Regions from separate parts of the Mus musculus genome. Here all the other regions are linked to region 3. A link is a contact called in public Hi-C, Micro-C and promoter capture Hi-C data. All regions are on one chromosome and are shown on one strand. The core of a region is the stretch at or near the end of the contact, and the rest is flanking DNA. Distances in the headings are between cores, read along the strand shown. Region 1 has its middle 63 kb from the start of Ubl3. Region 2 holds the start of 1700028E10Rik (RIKEN cDNA 1700028E10 gene). Region 3 holds the start of Hsph1 (heat shock 105kDa/110kDa protein 1). Region 4 holds the start of Pomp (proteasome maturation protein). Region 5 overlaps Slc7a1 (solute carrier family 7 (cationic amino acid transporter, y+ system), member 1). Region 6 holds the start of Slc46a3 (solute carrier family 46, member 3). Region 7 overlaps Ubl3 (ubiquitin-like 3).

Region 1 (2,896 bases), core at 188-2,687, 1.1 Mb before region 3:
TTAAAGGCATGTGCCACCACGCCCAACTTTTTTTTTTTTTTTCCACCTTAGTTTTTGAAATAGGGTCTCTCCTTGAACCCGAAGCTTATGAATTTGGCAAGCCTGGCTCCTTGGAGAATGTCTTAATTAGGGCCTATTGCTGCAACCAAAAGCAACTTGAGGAGAAAAGGGTTTATTTTGCCTAAACTTCCAGTTAACAGTCCATTACTGAGGAAAATCAGAGCAGTAAAGGGACCTGGAGGCAGGAGCTGATGCAGAGGCCATGGGTGGGGGTGGGGTGCTGCTTACTGACTTGCTCCTCATGGCTTGCTCAGCCTGCTTTCTTATAGAACCGAGGACCACCAGCCCAAGGAATGGTACCCCACCAAACCACTAATTAAGAAAATGCATTACAGGTTTATCTGCTTACGGTGGGCTCTTCTGGAGGCATTTTCTCAGTTGAGGCTCCCTCCTCCCTGATGTCTGTAGCTTGAGTCAAGTTGACATACAACTAGGGATTCTCCGGTCTCTGCCTCCCAAGTGCTGGCATTACTGGCATGTGTGGCTACAGTCAGCTTCTACATGGGTGTTAAAGACTGAACTCAGGTCCTCGTGCTTGCATGGCAGGTAATGGATCAATTGTTCTATCTCCCCAGCCATTATATGTATGTATATATGTAAATTACATATACATAGATCCAATACGTATATATCTGCCGTTCCCTCCCACTTTCCTGTAAATGTCATGATTTTATTCCTCTTTACAGATGAATAACCCCCAGTTGTTGTTTTTTGTTGTTGTTGTTGTTTGTTTGTTTGTTTGTTTGTTTGATCCATTCTCCAGATGATGGGCATTAGGCTGGTTCCATCTCTTAGCAATTGTGACTGCGGCAGCAGGGGTCTCTGTAGTGTGTTGGCATGGGGTACTTTGGATAAATGCCTAGGAGTGTTAGAGCTGGGTCATATAATAGTTCTATTTTTAGCCCTTTTGAAAAACTCCCATACTAATTTCCTTGGAGATAGCATCAGCGGTCCACATTCTCCCCAACAGTGTGTAAGACTTCCCCTTTCTCTCTGACCACATAATTTTACACCCCAGGCACCTGAGTTTTAACTGAGTCTTAATCAAGTCTCCCTTAGACACAACGTAAAGGTTGTGATTATTTATGCAGCCTTGAAGTGCCATTTCCCTGAGAGTCACTCCTTGTGTTCCTGTAAAACCTCGCTCGCATGTCTGCTTTCCTGCTCACTGTACACACAGACGCAGGTTCCCCCAGCTGGAGTAGCAAATGGACTGCTCACCTCCTGCTGTCTCTCAGCATCTAGCAAACGCCTGTAGGTGTGTTGGCTGGAGTGAAAAATGCCCCCCCCCCCCAAAGGCTCAGTTCCCTGGTTGGTGGAGATTTGAAGGGTGGGGAAGGGTGAATGGAACCTTCGGGAGGTGTGGCCTTGCTGGAGGAAGTGCGTCACTATAAGGGGGTGCGCTTTGCAATTTCATAGCCCCGCCCGCCTCCAGTTCTCTCTCTGCTTCTTGAGTTTGCTTGCGGTGGAGGTGTGATCTCTTGACTCCTTGCTCCTTCATGCTTCTACCATAATGGACTTTTAGTCCTCTGGAACTTAAGCCAAAAGAGATGCTCTCATCTCTAAGTTACTTGTGGTCAGGGTATTTTATTACGGTAACAGAAACTGATACCGTGGGTGTTAAGGACTGAAGTGTGTCCTATGCTCTTAGGCTGATATGTTGACATCTTAACCCCCAGTACCTCCAACGGGCCCTCACTTGAAAAGAGGGTCACTGAAGGTGTAATTAGTCACTATGACTTCACAGTAAATCCCAACCCAGTATGACTGGTGTCATAAAAAGAGATTTGGACACAGGCAGGGAGACGCAGTTTGACCGTGAAGGGAGAGCAGCAAGCGCCATGTGTCTGTGAGAGTCTGCCAGCTAGCCTCAGGGCTTGGAGGAAAGCCCAGTGCAGAGCCTCTTTAGCGGCTCTCAGAAGAAACGAGCACTGCAGACTTCTTGCCTCCAGTGTCCAAAGGCAACAATCTCTGTATTGAAGGTGCCCACGTGGAAGCTCTTTATATGGGGCCCTAGCAAAGCCACGGCTGTGTGACAGAGAACCAGCACAAACTCAGCTGCGACAGCAGGGGTGGTGGCCCGTGGTTTCCTTTCCAGGGAGTAGCTCCTGAATTTGACAGCGTTCTTCTCGTACTGTGCAGAATGCCCTAATCTACTCGAGATGCTCATGTATATAAGACGAGGTGCAGTCAAGGTCGCCATTTGCTTAAACGAATGCATCCCAGTAATAAGTAGGAAGCCGGCAAGCTCAGGGACACAGCTAAATACAAGGGGTCAAGCCCCGCATGGTAAAGTAAATTAACTAAATGAAAAATAACTTCTCTTTAAACTTTATTTGTATAAGCATTTGCCCGTGTTTATGTTGTGTTACAGGTATGTGCACCCTCAGAGGTGAGAGGGGGGCATCATTTGTTCTTCTTTCCCCCTCCCTCCCCCCTCCCTCCCCGCCTTCCTTTGTACTTCTGTCATTGGCTGATGCCCAGCCAATGTCAGGGACCATGCCATTGAGTCTGTGGGACTGTGAACATGGTAAATCTTTTTTCTTTAGAAAGCTGACCTTGCCTAGGCTACTAGAAAAAAAAAAAAAAAAAAAAAAGATGTGATATACCATGAAAAATAAGTTCCTGAGAAATTTGCTACAGAAAAAAAAAGCTTGTAAAATTATAGGATCAACATAATCATGCCCAATTTTCTTACATTTGGGACAAATCTCTCAGCTTTAGAGTGGGGGCCAAGATGTGGCCCAGTTGTGGGAGGCATCCTGAGAGAGGCCACTGGTGAACTTCCCACGGAACTTTGACTGAAGGTCTGGGAAGCCTCTATCTTTGTGTCTTT
Region 2 (2,700 bases), core at 95-2,594, 1.7 Mb after region 3:
CTCATGGGATTTTAGTTCTGACACAAAGCTGACTAAGGAATGGCAGTTGGAGTACATAGGAGACTAAAACTAGACTAAGATAAGGTAGTTAAACTCTGGACCTGCAACATTCCAATTTTGCTACAGCACTAAAATTCTAATCAGTCTCTGCCACACCCGGCCCCCCACCCCCAGGAGTTTTCATTCACAACAGGTTCAAGCAAGGGGGAAAAAAAAAAAAACAGTACAAACTAGGGGTTAGAGATTACAAAGTTCCATTCCTAACCAAAAGGCATGTACAACTGATAACTGATAATACTGGGAAAGGTAAAATCAATTTTCCCCTATGGAGTATCAACCACACTTCTGGGAAGGCCCCATGCCCAGAAGTAACTGGCCAACACAAAATTGTGTGTTTGTGAGTGTGTGTGCGAGCGTGCATGTTTTGTTACTTTTTTATGTTTGACTTTATTTAAATCTTTGACAGCAAGGACCTCTGAAATTCCTAAAAGCATCTACCAAAAGCTGAAGACATTCCTGGGAAACTCGGGAGCTTTGGGAAACTGTCTTTCAGCCGAAAGTGTTATGTATATTTAAAGGTGGACACTAATACTTTCTGCAATACAAGTTCATAGTCCTCACGATACAACTAAAATAAAAACAAAGCCCATGTACCAGGGTAAAGTACTGTCCAGCTACTTAAAAATGGGTTTGGATCAGACACAGCCAACGTGGGAAAGGGGCGGAGTTTTCCCCTGGCAGCGTTCAAACCCTCAACAAACGGTTCTGTGCAAAGCCACACCGCAGAATGCAGAGTGCCAATATCCTGACAAAAATAAAGGGTAAAGCTCAAATTAAGCGCTTTAAAAGTCCGTAATATAAGCCTTTCCAAATCCTTAGATGCCATTAGCTGTCACGGGTAGCCTCGAGTGGGTAACGATGCAAGGACTGACACTGGCTGGGAATCAATGGCGAGAAAGCAGCTCGAGACTACCTTGTACATCGCTAACGTTCCAGAGATTTCCAGAAACTGAATTTACAGCCAGAAACCAACTCCTGTGAGAGGGAAGCAACAAAACAGACAAAAACCTGCTAAGACACCAGTTTAATGTCCGCCCGGCGAGGCCTGCAAGCGATCAAAGATGGAGAAATCAGCACATGCCTCCCGCAACAACGCCCTCCTAGTACGCAAGCGCTCGCGCGCCCGCGCGGAGGCCCCGCCCCTCGCGTGCACGCCCAGACCAGGCGCGCGCAGCGGAAGTTACCGCCTCCAAGGCCCCTCCTGGCTCTTCCGCCACGAGGCCCCGCGTTCGCAGTCCGGTTCCGGTTGTAGCTCCGCCCCCGCGCGGGAACACGCTAGAAGGCTGGATATCCGGGCCAGGAGGCTCGCGGAGCCCTCACTTCCGGTGGTGTCTCAGCCCAGCTCCCTTGAGGCGCAGGTTCTGGCTCTCGGTGCGGTAGCGCCATCTGGCGCCGAGTGTTCCCCGGACTGCGGAGGGGCGCGCTTCCTCCCTTCAGAACATTCCAGAGACACCGCGGCGGCCGGGGTAGGCTTTATGCGCTCCGCCAGAAGGGCGGGACCCAAGACTCCTCCTCCACCGAGTTCCCGCGCGGGAAGGGTTTTGCGGTTACCCTGAGCGGAAATGGTTGGAGTCTGGAGCGGGAACGGACCTCACGCGGGAGGAAACCGGCCTTTTCCCGTCTTTTCAAGTCCTGGCGACACAGTTCCTGCCCCACTGGCTCTCCTTTTTTGTTTCCTCCTTTCTGGGCACTGTGCTTCGGTTCTTCACTCGGCGTGGACCGAGGTCCTCCATGTCCCGCTTTGCAGAGAGGAGGCTTTACTTTGTAGCCTTTCGTTAGCCTGTGTTGGAGAAAAGCTTTTGCTCCATTACGTCTGTTAAGCTGGGGTGTTGCGAAAACGAGCAGTATCGGGGATTAAACATTAGAAGAATGATAATAGGTTTTTAAAACAAGACAGTCTCACCAGGTTCATCTCAGAACTGTGAAATTAACGCTGTGGCTGTTATGCCGTATTTCCTTTAGATAAGGGAAAACGAGTTTCCACCAGAGCTAGAAAGTGAACATAACTTTCCTCTTAAAAGAATTCATGTTTAAAAAAGTCCAGATGTAATACACTTGGAGCACTGTTAGCTATTGTGAGTTATTGTGTATCAAGATGCACAGTGCGAGCCAGTGAGATGTCCCTTAGAAGTCAGAGATCTGCGGTCACTTGTCTCTGGACCTTTCTCCCCCACTACAGCAGTATTTTCCCTACCTGTGCATGCATTTGAGTTCAGAAGGCTTTTAAGAGGCCAGTTCACTAGAGTTTAGAACTGGGAGAGGTGATATGGAAGGAGAGCTAGGTGACTAAGGCCCACAGTTGGAATAGTTTAAAGAGTTCAGGAGAGCTCTTCGCTGTTATTGCTGTTTTGACACATTAACCCGACAGATTAGTAGCCTTTCTAGCAGGTGCCAAGGGAGCAAACTAAGCGCTAAAACCATAAAGTTTGTACAGTCACACATTCGGGAAGCAAGTTCATATAATATACTCTGTTGTAGAGGGTGCTGTAACACCAGGTATACAAAATTTCTCAATTATGTCATCTCTGTTCTTCAGAGTTTCTTGAAAATAGTAACTCAAAAAATCACTTCAACAGACATTTAAATTTTTACACCCAGGAAGGTAACATTTTAAAAATCCCTTTCCTTTTGTAACTTCTT
Region 3 (2,956 bases), core at 289-2,788:
AGCTCAGAGGGACTAGACACTTGTAAGACTGGATTGTCTCATTTTCCATGCCAAACAACTGTAATAGAAATCAGTAGCCAACTCCATTTTCAACCGCATAGTTTGGCCAAGGGTAAAAAAACCACCTCAGTCAAAAATTCTGGTCAGCAACACAGCTACCCAAGCAGCTCTCCCTGTTCTCCTCTACACACCTTTTGTCTCTTTTTAGGCAGAGAGAGGAAGAAGCGCTTAGCATACAGGATGGGGGCAAGAAGGACTGGCAGCCTTCCTACTAATTGCCGAATCACAGAGCACCATGGCTTTGTGAGAGAGGGAGCCCATGCTTAGAAAGTAAGTTCCTAGCAAGGCTTTCTTCCTCCTATTCACTCATAAATGTTCCTCTAATAAGGTCGGAATGATTTTACCTTTGGGTTCGATGTTTAACATTTATTATCTTGGACTTTGCACATGGGGGGAAAAAGCCCTATAATGATTGCCTTAAAAAGCATACAGCTGTTGTCGGTGAAGGCACACGCAGGTCTAACTGCCTCTAATATGTAACCTTCAGAAACTAACCCCCTCAAAAAGTTGCTTTTTACCATGCTTCCGTTTACCCACCCACGTTGCTGCAGAATATTTAATTCCGAAGCAAAAAAATCCATCTTCCCCACTGAATTTTTTGCACAGCAGTGTGTTAAGCAACAACAATGTTAAATTTGTACTGCTTACTCTAAATGGTGTTAAAATAAACGAACTCTGGGTCTGGAAACTCTCACGGACGTTTTTCACAATGAGCTTTAAAAAGGACGCTTCCAAAAGGCGATTGGGGCACTAGGGCAATATTAACAAATCAGGAGTAGATGAGACGCAGAGACGGAGGATTCCTCCACCATAGCGTGTTTCTGTGGTCGCTAACAACAGTCCGCTCGCTCCCTAGGCAAGCAGCGGCGCACAGGCTCTGGAACCTTCTAGGTCATTTGGAGATTCACCATGCGGAGGAAAAGGCTCTGTTGCCCAGGCTCTGCCGAGATCCTAGCTGAGGTGGGAGCCGGTGCCAGCTTGAAGAAGCTGAGTGGGGAGTCGGGGGCGAGCCTGGAAGGCCAGCGGGACCAGGTGGTCGCGGGGTGTCACGGTTCCCGGAATCCCCGGACCCACCATCTCCCTCGGGAAGCAGCGAGCTCCAGCCCTCCCCGGCCACCCAGGCTCCTACTTACGGGGTGCAGCGGTCGCTGAACTCGTTGGCGATGGTCTCGATGCCCCCGGCCCGCGCCACCGCAATGTAGCAGCTCTGTGAGCCTACGTCTAGCCCAACCACCGACATGGCTGGCCCGGTCCGCCTCCGCCTCGGGTCCGCTGCGTGCTCGTCCTGCTCCCGACCAGTCGGGAAGATGCCTCCGGCTTACCCTGCAAGACTGCGCTCAGTCTCTGCCACCGCTCTCCGCCGCCCGCCTCTCTCACGCAGCCGCCGCCGCTCAGCTACCAATCCAAAAGGGGAGGTCCCAATCGCTCAGCCTTATGTAGCCTACTGAGGAGAACTTTCCAGAATCTGCAGCATTTTACTCACCGGCGCCTCCACGTGCCACTTCCGCTTCCTTCTTCTCGAGCCTTCGAGAAAGATTCTACCCAATGGACTGCTGGTCCCTCCGCGGGCGGCCTGAGTTGCCATGGTGACAGGGCAGCTGCTCGGGCGCCATTGGCTAAAACTGACCGAGCTTGCCCGGCCTCCATCCCGCCCTCCCCAGCCTGAGGGGCAGTTTTCGTTCCAGTTGACTCCAGTGAATAACCGGTCGGGAACTTCTGTCGCTTAAGTGGTGACTCCGGTGGCAGTGTCCGGCTCCCGACGCCGAAAAACTATTGAAAGGACGGAGAAAGAACACACTACTCCGGGACCCCAGGCCTCTCCGGTCACGAACTTGCTGTTGGCAGAGAGCATGTCGGGAAGCGTAGTCTGGCCGGGAGACCCTAGCGCCTTGCATGCTGGGAAACGCAGTCCAGTGGTGAGGCCTCGGTGCTTTGCATGCTAGGATATGTAGTCCAGCCCGTGGTGCGTGCCACGATCCTGCTTTGTCTTAAGGGCTCAGTAAAAAGAGGCCCAGCTGGCTGCTGCCGATTCGCGCTCTTTCTCTGGTGTATGCTTTGTTCTGTGTTCCGTTCTTGCTTGTTTTTTCAACAGCTAATGGATTGCGATTTAGGGGCGTCAGGATAAGCCGCAAACGCGGTTTATATTTTGTAGACATTTGTCCGCTGGCAAGATTGTTGCAGAATAAAACACAGAAGGGTTTTCTTCTTCTTCTTCTTCTTCTTCTTCTTCTTCTTCTTCTTCTTCTTCTTCTTCTTCTTCTTCTTCTTCTTCTTCTTCTTCTTCTTAAATGAAAACTTTTGATTGCTATGCAATTTGGGAAGCTGCTGGTGTTTTGCCGACAGGGTTTTGCATATTTTGGATACTAGTTTAAGCCGACTTTGTTTAACCCTGCCACTCCTAACCATAAGGTTATGATTTAATGTAATGGCTAATAATATGGTTTAATAAATGGGTGTATGGTTTATTCCTTGTTTAATCTAACCTTTCATTTTCTTTCCTTGGAAAGTAAGCTTAGGTTCCATGAAGAGAAAGCAGAGGTGGATGCTGCTGGCTCCTGCTTTCAATTCTTATGTACCGTTAAAAAAAACGTCAAAGTTTGCCTGAAAACCCCGTGTGTACCCTCTAGAATATGGAAATATGCACAATTAAAACGTGCGCTGCTAAATAAGTGTGTAATTGAATGAAGAGTTGGGGCCCAGGGTTAAAAACTAACTCCTGAAGTATGCCTCTTCCCGTAGGACAAGTGGGGTTGCTTAAATGGGAGCTTTCTATACAAATTGCAGAGTAAGTTTTATTCGTGGTGATTGATCGGCTTGCCACTTAAGTTATTTCACCTGCTAGCATAACTATTTAAAATGGGAGAAGAACCAACGCTATCCCAGAGCAGCTGCGTTT
Region 4 (2,700 bases), core at 79-2,578, 1.8 Mb before region 3:
GCGCCATCCCATAGGCTGGGGTCCTAGGCTGAGTAACAAGACAAAAACAAGAGGACGACATTCATTTCTCTCTGCTTCTGACTGCAGAACCCAAGTGACCAGCCGCCTCATCCTCCGGCCAGCACAGCTAAGACCTGTTTTGTCTTCTTCTCCTTCGTGCTATGCCATACTCTCATAATGTGAGCAACAGGGCTGGAGAGATGGCTCCGCGGTTAAGAGCATCTGTTGCGTCCCTTTCCCAGCACCCAGAGGGTGGTTCCCAACCATCTACCTATAACTCCAGTCCTATAAGACCCTAAGACTCTTTCGTGTTGGCAAACACCGCTAATGTTGCAAAAGAGTGTGAGGGCACCAGGCACACACCTGATGCACACGCAGACAGTCAAACAAAACGTTTTAGAGGAATCCTTTAAAAATTAATTTTAAAAAGCTTAATGAAAAGCCGGGCGTGGTGGTGCACGCCTTTAATCCCAGCACTTGGGAGGCAGAGGCAGGCGGATTTCTGAGTTCGAGGCCAGCCTAGTCTACAGAGTGAGTTCCAGGACAGCCAGGGCTACACAGAGAAACCCTGTCTCGAATAACAAAAAAAAAAAAAAAAGCTTAATGAAAAGACTTAGGGAGATGACTCATGTACAACATGTAGAACCACGTTATTTGTAATTCTAAGAGCCTGACATACGTTAGCTCTGATGACCCTGACTTAAAATTGTCACCACCACCACCCCCATGTCACCGAAAAGGACTTAGTCCCAGGGAACCTCCCAAGTCTTTGCTGTCTTCCAGTCTGGCCACACTGACCATATCGCCGCCTTCTGCCTCCCGCTTTTAAGTTGCTTATTATGAACGAACCGGTGGCCAGACCTGACTTGGGACTCAGGTTGTGATTGCCCCCCAAGTTCGGAAATATCCACACCCCACAACCCTGGAGCCCGCCTCTGCCTGAGGCTCGGTGCCTAAGCTAGCTTGGTCCTTTCCTTAGGTTCTACACATACCCAGCCTCGGACCTTCGATTTATAAAACCGTAAAGGCCTGTTGTCCCACTTTTGACTCAGCAGAAGGACTTTATGTAAATCACCACCGTGCGTCCTTGGATGGCCCGTGGGAAGTCTGTGCATTTGCACACGCCCATCTAACACCGTCCCGCGAGGCCAGGGCCAGTGCACACCCGAGCTGCGCCCTTGGCCCTCGCTCACCGGGGGACAGCGAGCGTGGGAGCCCCGGCCCAACGCTACTCCCTGCTCCTCCCACGCCCCCTTTCCTTCCTGGCCGGAAGGACGCACTTCCGGCGGATGGGGCGGAGGGGTGGGCGTCTCGGCCCCGGAAACGGAAGTGAGCGGTTTGGCCGGCGGACTCGAGCAGGTTTATAGATCTCACAGAGCTGTTTCAAAGATGGTGAGTGAGCGCGGAGGGCCGCCGTCGCGGCGGGTACTCGTGGTGCGGGCACGATCGCGACTGCCCGGTCCCGGCGGGTGTCTGACGTGGGCGGGACCCGGGCTGCACTCTCTCGGGTGGTCCTGGCTCCGATCGGACGGCGCGGGTCAGTTCCCCGGGCCTCCCAGGCCACAGCGCCCCTTCCCAGCAGTGGAGGCGGATGCACTCCATGCACTGGGCACCTCCGAAAGCCAAGCCTTGTGTGCGTGTTGGGACACGCCACGTGCCTTCTCCCTTAGGGTGACTGCACCCCTACACCCGCCAAGGCGCACGACCGCCCGTTGCATTCGTACAGCTCAGCCTCGGTTTACAAACATCTCTCTGTGTGCCATGTGTCGCTCCCGTTTTGTTCGTATAGTTAGTGCTTGAACTCCCTCGCATCCCCCTCTGGCCTCTCCTCCCCTTCTGGCCTCTCCTCCTGCCCCACTTTCTGTTTCTCTTTGAGCATAGTCCTGAGTCACTATGGCACTCCTCCGCACGCCATCTGCCCACGTCCAGAAAGCTTGGATTGGCAGAGACCGCTAACCAGTGTAAAGGAATGTGAGAAACGCTGAAATATGAATGGTTTTTAGGTCTTCATAGACTTAACTTGTATCTGACACTGAACTAGAACCTTAAGGAGTCCTCATATTTTACAAAAGGACACCGGGACGATAGTAACAGCAATACTAGAGTTCAGAATTTCCCCTTTGTGTGTAGCGAAACTTCTCCTTTGGTGCTTTTCAGTACATCTGTCCCCAGGAGAACACTGTACTGTAGTGGTGTCAGTCAGCATTGGGACAGCTATAATCATAGACAGGGCCAGTCCTGGAAGTCTGTGCTTGACTGGCAGTCACGGAGTAGGTGACTGTCCAGGATAGATTACCTGTTGTCTTCCTGATCCCCGTGGTTTCCTGTGTGAAGAGTGGGGACACCAACAGTACCAGGCCCTTGAATTATAGAGTTGGAGCCCCGAACTCTATTTCTCAGATGTTAATGAGGTCTAGAAGGAGATTGTTAGCGATTTTGTTGGTGAGGTGGTGTGTTTTGGGGAAACCTTGTGCAGAATTGGGGAGACTGGTGAGGCTCAAGCAAGACCCAGTTGGGGCTGCTGACATTCCCCCCCATGCGAGCTGCCAGGTCAAATACACAGGTGAAGTAAGTCTATCAACTAGCTGCTTTCTCAGAATTGTTTGGTCTAGACTAGTAACAGAGACCAGGTCACCTGTATCTAAGCAGTTTGTGCTGTCAGATGTCGGGTGACAGTGACAGTTCCAAAGGAGCTGTTTT
Region 5 (2,759 bases), core at 1-2,500, 1.3 Mb before region 3:
CAAGCAGCAGGGGGAGGACTCCGCAGTACTCCTTAGATGTAAAAGGCCACACAGATCACGTCAGTGGCCAGAAAGGCGTCACCACCCCACATTGAGTGCCACCTGTCTGAAGAACTTTAGAAGACCCGAGAGAATGAAATAACCCTACGGATACAGCCTTGTGTTCCAGTGACTCAGGACAGTGGGGACAAGGCGCCAAGAGCAGCAAAAGCCAACCCAGGCCTGCTAGGAATGAGACCAGAGAATGTCACCCTAGTCCACGCGGGCTGAGCTGGCCGTCTCATCTCGACACTACTGGTCACTCCAGGGATCTCCCGTCTTCTGTGCTCGAGATGAGCGGCTCACACCTGAACGGCTCACACCGTGCTGTGTTCTGCACAGATGCTTCTGTGCAGACCCGGGACCCCATCCTACCACCCCAGCCAGAAAGCAGTAAGATGTGGGCCTGTTCCTCCTCTTTAGGTATTCTGTAGTTGATGGGCTGTCGGGCAGCACTGTTGGGGCACATGCTTCCTCGCTGGGATAGTCTTGCATCTTGTGGTCAGGAGACTGTCCTGGGCTGACAGGGAGAGGCTCACTAGCCATCTGGAGTGTGCACATGGGCGATGCCAGGGTGGTCCCAGGGAGGGAGGGAGGCCTGCTTCCCAAGTGAGAGGAGAAGGGGGCCTCCCTTCTGCTGGGGCCGCAGCAGCGAAGCGCCCGGCCGGCCGGCAAGGAGAAGGGCTGCTTTCTTTGTTCAGAGGGAGATGAGTAAACCAAGGGACTGTCCAGAAATGACCAGGATCTCACGAGCTGGCAGCAAACCAGCTTTGGTGACATTGGGGGTGTGAGCTGATCCTGAGGCATGAGTGGAGAGATTGTGAGGGTCCCAGGCTTCTACGGGCACCCGTCAACCGCTGTCACCCTGGTGGGTGGGGCTGCACGTCATTTGCACTGGTCCAAGTTGCTGTCAGGAGTCTTTGCCTGGCCAGCAGCCAGGGACGCTTCCTCACTGTGCCAGATCCCATAACCGAAATAGATGGTGAAACCTACGGGGGAAAAGGGGACAGAAGGGTGAAGAGTGCAGGCAGGGCTGCCAGACCCGCAGGGGGGGCCCAGGTAGACTTCGACACCCGGAGAGGCGACACACGGCCCCGGATGGGATTAGCCAAAGTCACTGTCCTGCTTGCACTGTGTATATCCTGGGCGGTGCACAGGGGCTTCCCTGAGCAGCAGGCTGGGTGGAAGGTCACAGAAGACGTTGAGCTGTTTTCCACCACTAGGTGGCATCAGAGTACCAGAGAGACACTGTTCCTTCCCAGGTTGGGACTTCCAGCCTAGACTGGCTTAGTAGCTCTGATTTTTTTTTTTTTTCCTAAGTAACCCATTAGACTGAAGGAGACAGTCAACAAGGGCCGTACACAGTATTGACCCAGCATCCAGGGCTCTCCACATCTGCAGTGATGCTTTAAAGGACTGACCCACAAGGGACTGTGAACACATGGCTCAGGGTCACCTGTGCAACCCACACAGGAATACAGTCCCGAGGGCTCACCGGCCCAAGGCAGGGGGAGTTTAGGAGAAGACCCCATACCTCCACCACCAAGAAATGGGTCACAGTGAGCTGTGGGCACCTCTCTAGACTTTGAAGCCGAATGAAGACAGGTCCCTGGAATGTACAAAGAAATAAGGCAAGGTGCTTCTCACGAGGTTCCAGGGTCTCAGGGCCCAGGGTCTCCTAGGCCATCAGACAGAATGAGAAGGCCTGAAACCAGCTTCTACAGCCCCCAGGCCAGATGCCTGGGGTGGAGATTGGGAACAGAGTGGCACACTCTTGGTAGGGAGAGACACAACATCAGCCCTAGTGAGGGATGGCCAGCATCCAGGCAGACAACTCCGGACTAAACTGTACACAATCCCCAGGTTGCTCAAGCCCCGATTGTCTCGAGAGCTGCCGTTCCATCAAGAGCTTCCCAGCAGCTCCCACACGCTCGTGGTCCTACTGGCAGAGGTACTCGGAAGAGCCCAGAGCCAGGTACTGGGCAAGTAGGTGCAACTTAGCCTTCCTATCCAGAGTAACTGGTGCTTTCTTAATAACTATCTCTCTCACCTCATGCTTTTTTAACTTCAAGATATGCCTGGAGAGAGAACTCTCTTGGGCAGCCGGCTATGAAAGGTATCTAAAGGGGAAGGAGATTCCACAACGTGTCAGGAGTTTTAGAGTAAGCCACTGACAACTCCTGTTTCTCCATGTTGTCTGAGGTGAAAGGAGGCGGGTTCTGCTACATTAACTAGCCAGTCAGGAAGCAGGAGGGGAAAACGCTCGGCCTTACAGAGAGAAGCTGGGTATCGAATGCGGGTTCACCCAGCAAAGCACACACCATCCCATACATACCTATCAGCATCCACACTGCAAACCGGACCCACGTGCCCTGGTCCAGCTGCATCATGAGATAGATGTTCACGAAGATGCTCAAGACAGGAAGTACGGGGACAAAGGGTACCTGCAGAGACATGAGGCGCCATCAGATCTGATGGGAGGTGGCAAACTCAACAGCCCACTCCAAAAAGAATTGCCCAAACATTCCTCATAAAGAGACTAGAAGAGGGATATCCATTTTATCCCCAAGGTTAAACTATGTTGATATTGTTATTATTATTATTATTTGTTATTATTATTATTATTATATTAAATTATTAAAACTGCAGATACCTTGGGTCACCTCCAAGGCCAAACAATGTCAGGCAATTCATCAGGATATTTAACAAGAGGCCCTTAG
Region 6 (2,735 bases), core at 50-2,549, 1.7 Mb before region 3:
AGAGACCAAGGAAGAGTGGGTGAGATTGTAGTGAGATTTCCTAAGGATAAAAGAGTTGGTCCCACAAGGTGGGTGGGGATTGGGGACAGGAGTGGAGGTGCCTTAGAGAGTTAGAAAGAGCCAGATTAAAGGTGTCAAGAGGAACTATTAACCGAAATAGGAACAGAGAGAAGGTGGCTTAATTTCAGTGTGTGTGTGTGTGTGTGTGTGTGTGTGTGTGTGTGTGTGTGGTCACACCTTGGAGAGCCTCTTTGGTTTGGAACCTGTTTCCATTCCCTGTGACTCCAGGATGGGAGGTTTTAATTTTAATTTCTTACCTCCCGGAATGCAAAGATGGAGCTGCTTTTGTTTTGGTCACACTCAGAGCCATTGCTATTGGAAGCAAAGGTGTAGTTACCGGTTTCCTCCCAGATCCTCCGGTACACGTACTGCGCTGTCAGCGGGATGGTCAGAGTCATAGCAAACGCGTTCAGGAGAATGGCGGGCTCTATGAATGAAATCTTCATATTGCTCAAGTGGGCAGATCGAGTCTATTGCAGAGCGGGAAGCGGGAGGAGAGAAACGGGGCGAGTGTGGGGGGGGGGGATAGAAATCATCAGTTGATTTTTTATCCCAGAGGCTAAATTCTCAAAAGTGGGGAAGTTGGAACAATGTGTCATAAACAAACATTAGCAAGCAAAAAGAGTTCCAGATTTCTGAGAGAGTGCCCTTGCCGGGAGAGGGTACCCTAGTTCTCTCCGAGGAGCAGGGACTAAGTCAACCTCCGCCCCCGACTCCGCTTAGCTAATGCTCACAGTGCTGAGCAGAACAGCACCGGCCGGTTCCCATAAGGTAAACAATGAAGTTACCCGGGGACCCGGAGGTTATGTAATTACTATTATTTTGGCTGCAGGTTAAGGGCCTTGTAAAAAGCAGCTCCCGATCGGAAGGGGAGTTTAGTTTCTGTTTTCGTTTTTAAAACTCACCCCACGGTTACAGTTTTCCTGCTAGGCTAGGCACAGGTGGGACCGTAGTCGGGACTGTGTTCTCCGTTACCCAGTGCGGGGCGTAGCGCCCCCGGGTTTTCAGCACGGTTCGCCAGCTGGGAAGAGCCAAAGGAAGGGGCAGCGAGGTGGAGCTAGACCGCAACAGGGGGACGTCCCTTGGGACGGGACACTCGAGCCCTGTTAGAAGGCAAAGAGAAATAAGCGCACCTCCCGGACTCTGTTGGCCCTGGACTCAGTCCCCGCCGCTCCCCGCGCCGCCGCACTCTTGGTCTTTGGGCCCTAGTGGTGACTCGGCCGCCGAGCATCATCACTCTGCCAAGAGCTGGCAATCTTCGGCCGGAGCTGTCACCCGCTTCCCTAGCTCGCTTGTGATTGGGTATGGCGGCCGGCGCCCCCGTAGCGATTGGTCTAGCGCAGTGTCATTCTCTTGCACCCGCCCCCGAAGGTTCAGCGGCTGAATCTCCCCGAGTTGCTGGGCAAGTTGGGTGATCCCGGCAGCTCTGCGAAGGTTCTGCTAAGCGTATCTGGATAGGATTATTGGTTTTCGCTGAAGCGCCGTGGAGTCATAGGTATCTGGATCGAGAGTTCGAGACTAGCCCAACGATATAACAAGACTCCTGTCCAAAGCAGATAATGATAATAATAATAATGATAATAATGATGATAATAATAAGTGGTTGGAAACGTCATACGCTAGGGTTGCAGTTCACTGCAGCATTCCGGTGGACCCAGCAAGCGTCTGCACAAGCAATGTGAGAGAGAAGACACTGAAAGTTCATGAGAGGAGAAGAGTTCCGAGTAGGGGAGTTGTTGGCCTTGGGAAAATTTAAACGAAATATTCACTACATTTTACGTAGTCATTTATTTTATGTGTATGCCCACGCCGAGCAGAGGTCAGAAAATGGTGCTAGAATTTGTGTTACAGGCAGTTGTGAGCTGCCCTGAGAGCGTAGAAACGGAACCCAGAGCAGTAAGTGTTCTTCATTAGTGAGCTTCTCTCCAGCCACCCCTGCTGAGTTGCGGGGGAGGGGATTGTTAAATCTCTCTGAAAGTCGGCTCTTTCTCTGTTGAGAAGATGTAAGTAAGTCTCACAAAGCCATGGCAACACCCTAGACAGTAGGACCGCCGCTAATGGCCGCCAACGCGCACAGCTGGAGCACACCTGCAGCTGATAGGGGGTTACTTCCTGAGGAAGAGAAGCAAGCTGAGAGTTCTGTGATTTGGGGACCCGTCCAAAAAAGGAAGACCTTAGGCTGGAGTGGTTGCGTCAGGAAGTGGGGGACAATCCTGCAAATGCGCCTCTTACTCTTATCTAGAGATCAAGGTCAGATGTGGGCCAGAGCCTTATTGATAAAGGAGTAACACTCCAGACTATGGGCTATTTTTGCCCAGATGAGAGTACTGGTGCAATGCTCCTAACCACTGAACCACCCTCTCTCGAGGCAGATCTGGAACAGCTTCAGAGTGGGAAGGGCGGCTAAAGGAGCTGACTAGCAGAAAAGGATATTCTGTACTGGAGAGAAGGCGATCTGATGACTCTAGATAGCCACAGAGAGAATTGAGGAAGTAACTCTCAACATCGCACTCTTGACAGTTTCACAGCACTGTACAATCTTCATATGCCTAAAATAACAAACATTGCTGCTAGCTGATCTACAGAGTTTGATTGATTTCCAACCTCTTGTTGACAATTTTTCTTCTTCTTCTTCTTCTTCTTCTTCTTCTTCTTCTTCTTCTTCTTCTTTCTTT
Region 7 (2,700 bases), core at 107-2,606, 1.1 Mb before region 3:
CCAAAAAGGAAACCTGCAGTCCAGAAGGCAGACAGCGGAATGTTAGCAGGGTAGCCTAACCTAGCATCCAGCAGCACTGGCCAAGCAAGGGCCACTGGCCCCCACACTACCTGTCTGAGTCATGAGAGCTGGAAGTCCTTTAATTTACTTCCAAAAGAGACTGGCAGCTACACAATTGTCTAGAGATGAGTCATTTTACTGATTATTCTAAAATTTTAATGAGAATGAAGCATCTTGATCTTAACAAAGATTCTGTGACCTTTAACCTGACACTGAAACCGAGGGGCTGGTGGGAATTGCTCAACAGACCGGTGTTCCAAGGGGCAGCAGACTCACTCTCAGAGTCAAGAGAGGAAACCCAGCCAACACTTATTAGCTTGGTTTCTTCTTTTCTTTATTAATTTTAATTCAAGATCTTGTTTGAACCATTAAAAAAAATGGCCCCATGATTAATATATGCACAAACCAGCCAGGGGCTAACAGTCAACTCTCCTCACAGTGACAGAGGGTTGGTCTAATTAGGCAAAACTACAAACAAATTCTACCTTTAAGTGGCAATTATTTCTTGTATTTCTACAAACTACAGCAGTTTTCAGAGCAAACATAACACTGAAACAAACCAGCTCCATGTGAGCCCAGGCTCTGCAGCAGCCCACTAGGACCACACTGCTGGTCACTGAGGTCACCAGCTCTAACCCACAAGTCTTTCCATAGTGGACTCTGTTGTCCCATGCAAGCCCAGAGCAACCTGAAGGAGGATCTGGTCACATTCAATCCGCCTACTCAAGTTTATTGGTGCTGACACATGAACTGCTCAGTGACTACACAGTAACCGACCTACCTACCCAGGGAAGAACAGACTGCAGACCTCACCATTAGACGACCAGACTGAAGCACGATGGCGTGTCCACAGCAGTATTTACTTGGTCCCCACACAATGAGCACTTACTGAGTCCACTGAAAAAGCCCTCTTTTTACAAATGAAAACCTGCAGTCATAAACGTGCCAAGTCTGTGGGATGGATTTTGATGTAAAAGTAGCACACCCACCATACCACCCAGCAGCGCAGGGAACCCATCTGTAACCTGGCAGGCGGAGCCGTCTCCAGGGAGAAGCACACCCAGAGCTGGGGACCTCAGGGTCTCAAGTCACCTTTTTTTAGAAACCACTGTCATTTAAAATAAACAGAGGAATAATGCTGGCAAAGGACATTAATTACCTCCTAGGGTGACGTTTCCATGTAGAAATCTGCCTTGATAAATGAGTCGAAGAATGTTTGGGCTGCTGACCTGCTCTTCTTCCCAGTCTGAAAAAAGGAGAACTGGTTAGGCTCGGGCCCACACAACAGCACTTCTGTACACTCTGTAGAGGCTACCAGGAAGGGTGTGGCCCAGAGTCCCCACCCAAGCACTGCAGCCCTGGCTCCTTCCACCTTCCTCAAGTAGCAACAAAGAGCTGCAGAAGACTGTTTGTCCCTCAAGAGATCAGAGAGTGCCAAGCTGCAGGCTGAAGTTAAGGAAAACACCGAGCCAGAAGTCTAGCCTTGGTAAAGGGAATCTACCATTTGAAAATCAATTTCCATTATCAGTAATTAATGGACACTATAATGTTCCAGTGCTTGTACTGTTCAAATGTGTGCTCAAGGGTAGCAACAAGTTCCTCAAAGACTTCCTTAGGTGCCTGGGCTACATTGCTGTGCTGTTTTTCAGAGGCCAACTGGCAAACATTTCATGGCATTTGAGGCACACGGCTACCAGCTGGAGTATGGGCAGCACAGCAGCTCCTGCAGAAGCCCCGTCTGAGAACAGAGACTGCTGTTTGGACAGAGGGCGCTTTCCTTGGTAGCTCCCATCAGCTTCTTGCTGCAACAACGGAAGCTCTGGGTTCAGTGTGATCTGAAGACTTCCTGCTCACCATTCTAGTAGCTCCTACTCTCAGTAGGAGACGACAGACAAAGTAGTCCAGAAGACTGAGTGATGGAAGAGAAGAGAAGAAAGCCTGTCCTTGGTTGGTTCTGTTTCGTTGAGTGTTCAAAACAATGTATGTGCATGCACCTGATTTATCCGGTCTCAGGAACTCAAGTGAGAGAGGAACTCCCCAGGCCTGTCCCTTCCCGGGGAGTCTTACTGTACTCTTTCCTAGATAAAGATCAGGGGAGCTACTCTGCTTCAGCAAAAATTACTTTGCATGCACTGCCCTTAAAACCATCATTTATATAATTTATAGAATATGTCTGGCCAAACATTCCTTTGCTATAAACACAAGTGACAGTAACTTTAATCCATATAGAAGAGAGGTTAGGACTCTAAGGGGGATTTAAGGCCTGATAAAGCATAGTGAAGCCATGCCTTTCCATTATCTTTCACGGCCTCATGAGATGTGCCCTTCTCCTCTCTAGGCCCCAGAGGGACATGTACAGAACACGGCTTAGGAGGACTCTGGTGTCACTGATGTGATTAGCAGACCAGACAGCCAAGGAGTCCACCTGCCAGCCTGCTCCTTCCTCAGGGCAGGGCACCCAAAGACTTTTCTTCTACTGCTCCAGAATTTACTATTTTTTTCTTACAAGATCCAACAAATACATTTACTGGCTTTTAGTGCAAGATATTATAGTGGTTTAGACCTAGAATATTAATTTAAGTACTTTGTATAAAAGGAGCCCTTTTATGCACTCTAGTATATGCTGAGTAGATCTGGCAA

Evidence for each region. Promoter capture Hi-C pulls out the DNA fragments that hold promoters and counts their contacts. A called contact is a pair of places that touch in the nucleus more often than the background predicts.
Region 1: a contact with region 3 is called in a promoter capture Hi-C map of the HPC-7 cell line, with 5 times the contacts expected there. The contact joins the enhancer-like site here to the promoter of Hsph1 in region 3. A contact is called at or near these places in 6 of 39 promoter capture datasets (the 3T3-L1 cell line, the C10 cell line, the HPC-7 cell line and 2 more) and 1 of 115 datasets of contacts at active chromatin or transcription factors (the SCID.adh cell line).
Region 2: a promoter capture Hi-C map of pre-B cells shows a contact between it and region 3, with 6 times the contacts expected there. The contact joins the promoter of 1700028E10Rik here to the promoter of Hsph1 in region 3. A contact is called at or near these places in 3 of 39 promoter capture datasets (the C10 cell line, neutrophils and pre-B cells), 1 of 15 datasets of contacts at CTCF or cohesin (pro-B cells), 4 of 484 Hi-C or Micro-C datasets (B cells, CD4 T cells, CD8 T cells and 1 more), 1 of 115 datasets of contacts at active chromatin or transcription factors (large pre-B cells) and 2 of 9 other capture datasets (adipose tissue and liver).
Region 4: a contact with region 3 is called in a promoter capture Hi-C map of pre-B cells. The contact joins the promoter of Pomp here to the promoter of Hsph1 in region 3. A contact is called at or near these places in 5 of 39 promoter capture datasets (the 3T3-L1 cell line, the C10 cell line, liver and 1 more) and 1 of 9 other capture datasets (liver).
Region 5: a contact with region 3 is called in a Micro-C map of palatal mesenchyme, with 2.3 times the contacts expected there. The contact joins the enhancer-like site here to the promoter of Hsph1 in region 3. A contact is called at or near these places in 6 of 39 promoter capture datasets (3T3-L1-derived adipocytes, the HPC-7 cell line, HPC-7-derived erythroid cells and 3 more), 1 of 484 Hi-C or Micro-C datasets (palatal mesenchyme) and 2 of 115 datasets of contacts at active chromatin or transcription factors (the SCID.adh cell line and astrocytes).
Region 6: a contact with region 3 is called in a Hi-C map of B cells, with 5 read pairs. The contact joins the promoter of Slc46a3 here to the promoter of Hsph1 in region 3. A contact is called at or near these places in 3 of 39 promoter capture datasets (the C10 cell line, hematopoietic stem and progenitor cells and liver), 1 of 484 Hi-C or Micro-C datasets (B cells) and 2 of 115 datasets of contacts at active chromatin or transcription factors (embryonic stem cells and pro-B cells).
Region 7: a promoter capture Hi-C map of hippocampal neurons shows a contact between it and region 3, with 2.9 times the contacts expected there. The contact joins the enhancer-like site here to the promoter of Hsph1 in region 3. A contact is called at or near these places in 4 of 39 promoter capture datasets (the 3T3-L1 cell line, 3T3-L1-derived adipocytes and hippocampal neurons) and 2 of 115 datasets of contacts at active chromatin or transcription factors (the SCID.adh cell line and large pre-B cells).

What each region holds. Positions count from the first base shown.
Region 1 is chr5:148,488,079-148,490,974 of GRCm38.p6, forward strand. No RefSeq gene overlaps it. Among named protein-coding and RNA genes, the nearest start is that of Ubl3, 63 kb to the right of the region's middle. Within about 2 kb of position 1,438, at least 183 of the 459 cell types and tissues checked have an H3K27ac peak or open chromatin away from gene starts, as enhancers often do. A contact at or near this core is called in the HPC-7 cell line, where this site is marked.
Region 2 is chr5:151,367,331-151,370,030 of GRCm38.p6, forward strand. It overlaps 1700028E10Rik (RIKEN cDNA 1700028E10 gene), which reads left to right and starts at 1,345. Exons shown (of 4, transcript NR_045700.1): 1 at 1,345-1,526. It also overlaps a transcript of Stard13 not described here.
Region 3 is chr5:149,634,777-149,637,732 of GRCm38.p6, forward strand. Hsph1 (heat shock 105kDa/110kDa protein 1) reads right to left here and starts at 1,539. Exons shown (of 18, transcript NM_013559.2): 1 at 1,194-1,539. The coding sequence starts at 1,300.
Region 4 is chr5:147,859,300-147,861,999 of GRCm38.p6, forward strand. It overlaps Pomp (proteasome maturation protein), which reads left to right and starts at 1,329. Exons shown (of 6, transcript NM_025624.3): 1 at 1,329-1,392. The coding sequence starts at 1,390.
Region 5 is chr5:148,331,516-148,334,274 of GRCm38.p6, forward strand. Slc7a1 (solute carrier family 7 (cationic amino acid transporter, y+ system), member 1) reads right to left here. Exons shown (of 13, transcript NM_007513.4): 12 at 2,375-2,483; 13 at 1-1,028. The coding sequence ends at 925. Among named protein-coding and RNA genes, the nearest start is that of Slc7a1, 67 kb to the right of the region's middle. Within about 2 kb of position 1,251, at least 32 of the 459 cell types and tissues checked have an H3K27ac peak or open chromatin away from gene starts, as enhancers often do. A contact at or near this core is called in palatal mesenchyme, where this site is marked.
Region 6 is chr5:147,893,516-147,896,250 of GRCm38.p6, forward strand. Slc46a3 (solute carrier family 46, member 3) reads right to left here and starts at 1,300. Exons shown (of 6, transcript NM_027872.4): 1 at 966-1,300; 2 at 318-530. The coding sequence starts at 506.
Region 7 is chr5:148,508,050-148,510,749 of GRCm38.p6, forward strand. Ubl3 (ubiquitin-like 3) reads right to left here. Exons shown (of 5, transcript NM_011908.2): 3 at 1,220-1,306. Among named protein-coding and RNA genes, the nearest start is that of Ubl3, 43 kb to the right of the region's middle. Within about 2 kb of position 1,357, at least 116 of the 459 cell types and tissues checked have an H3K27ac peak or open chromatin away from gene starts, as enhancers often do. A contact at or near this core is called in hippocampal neurons, where this site is marked.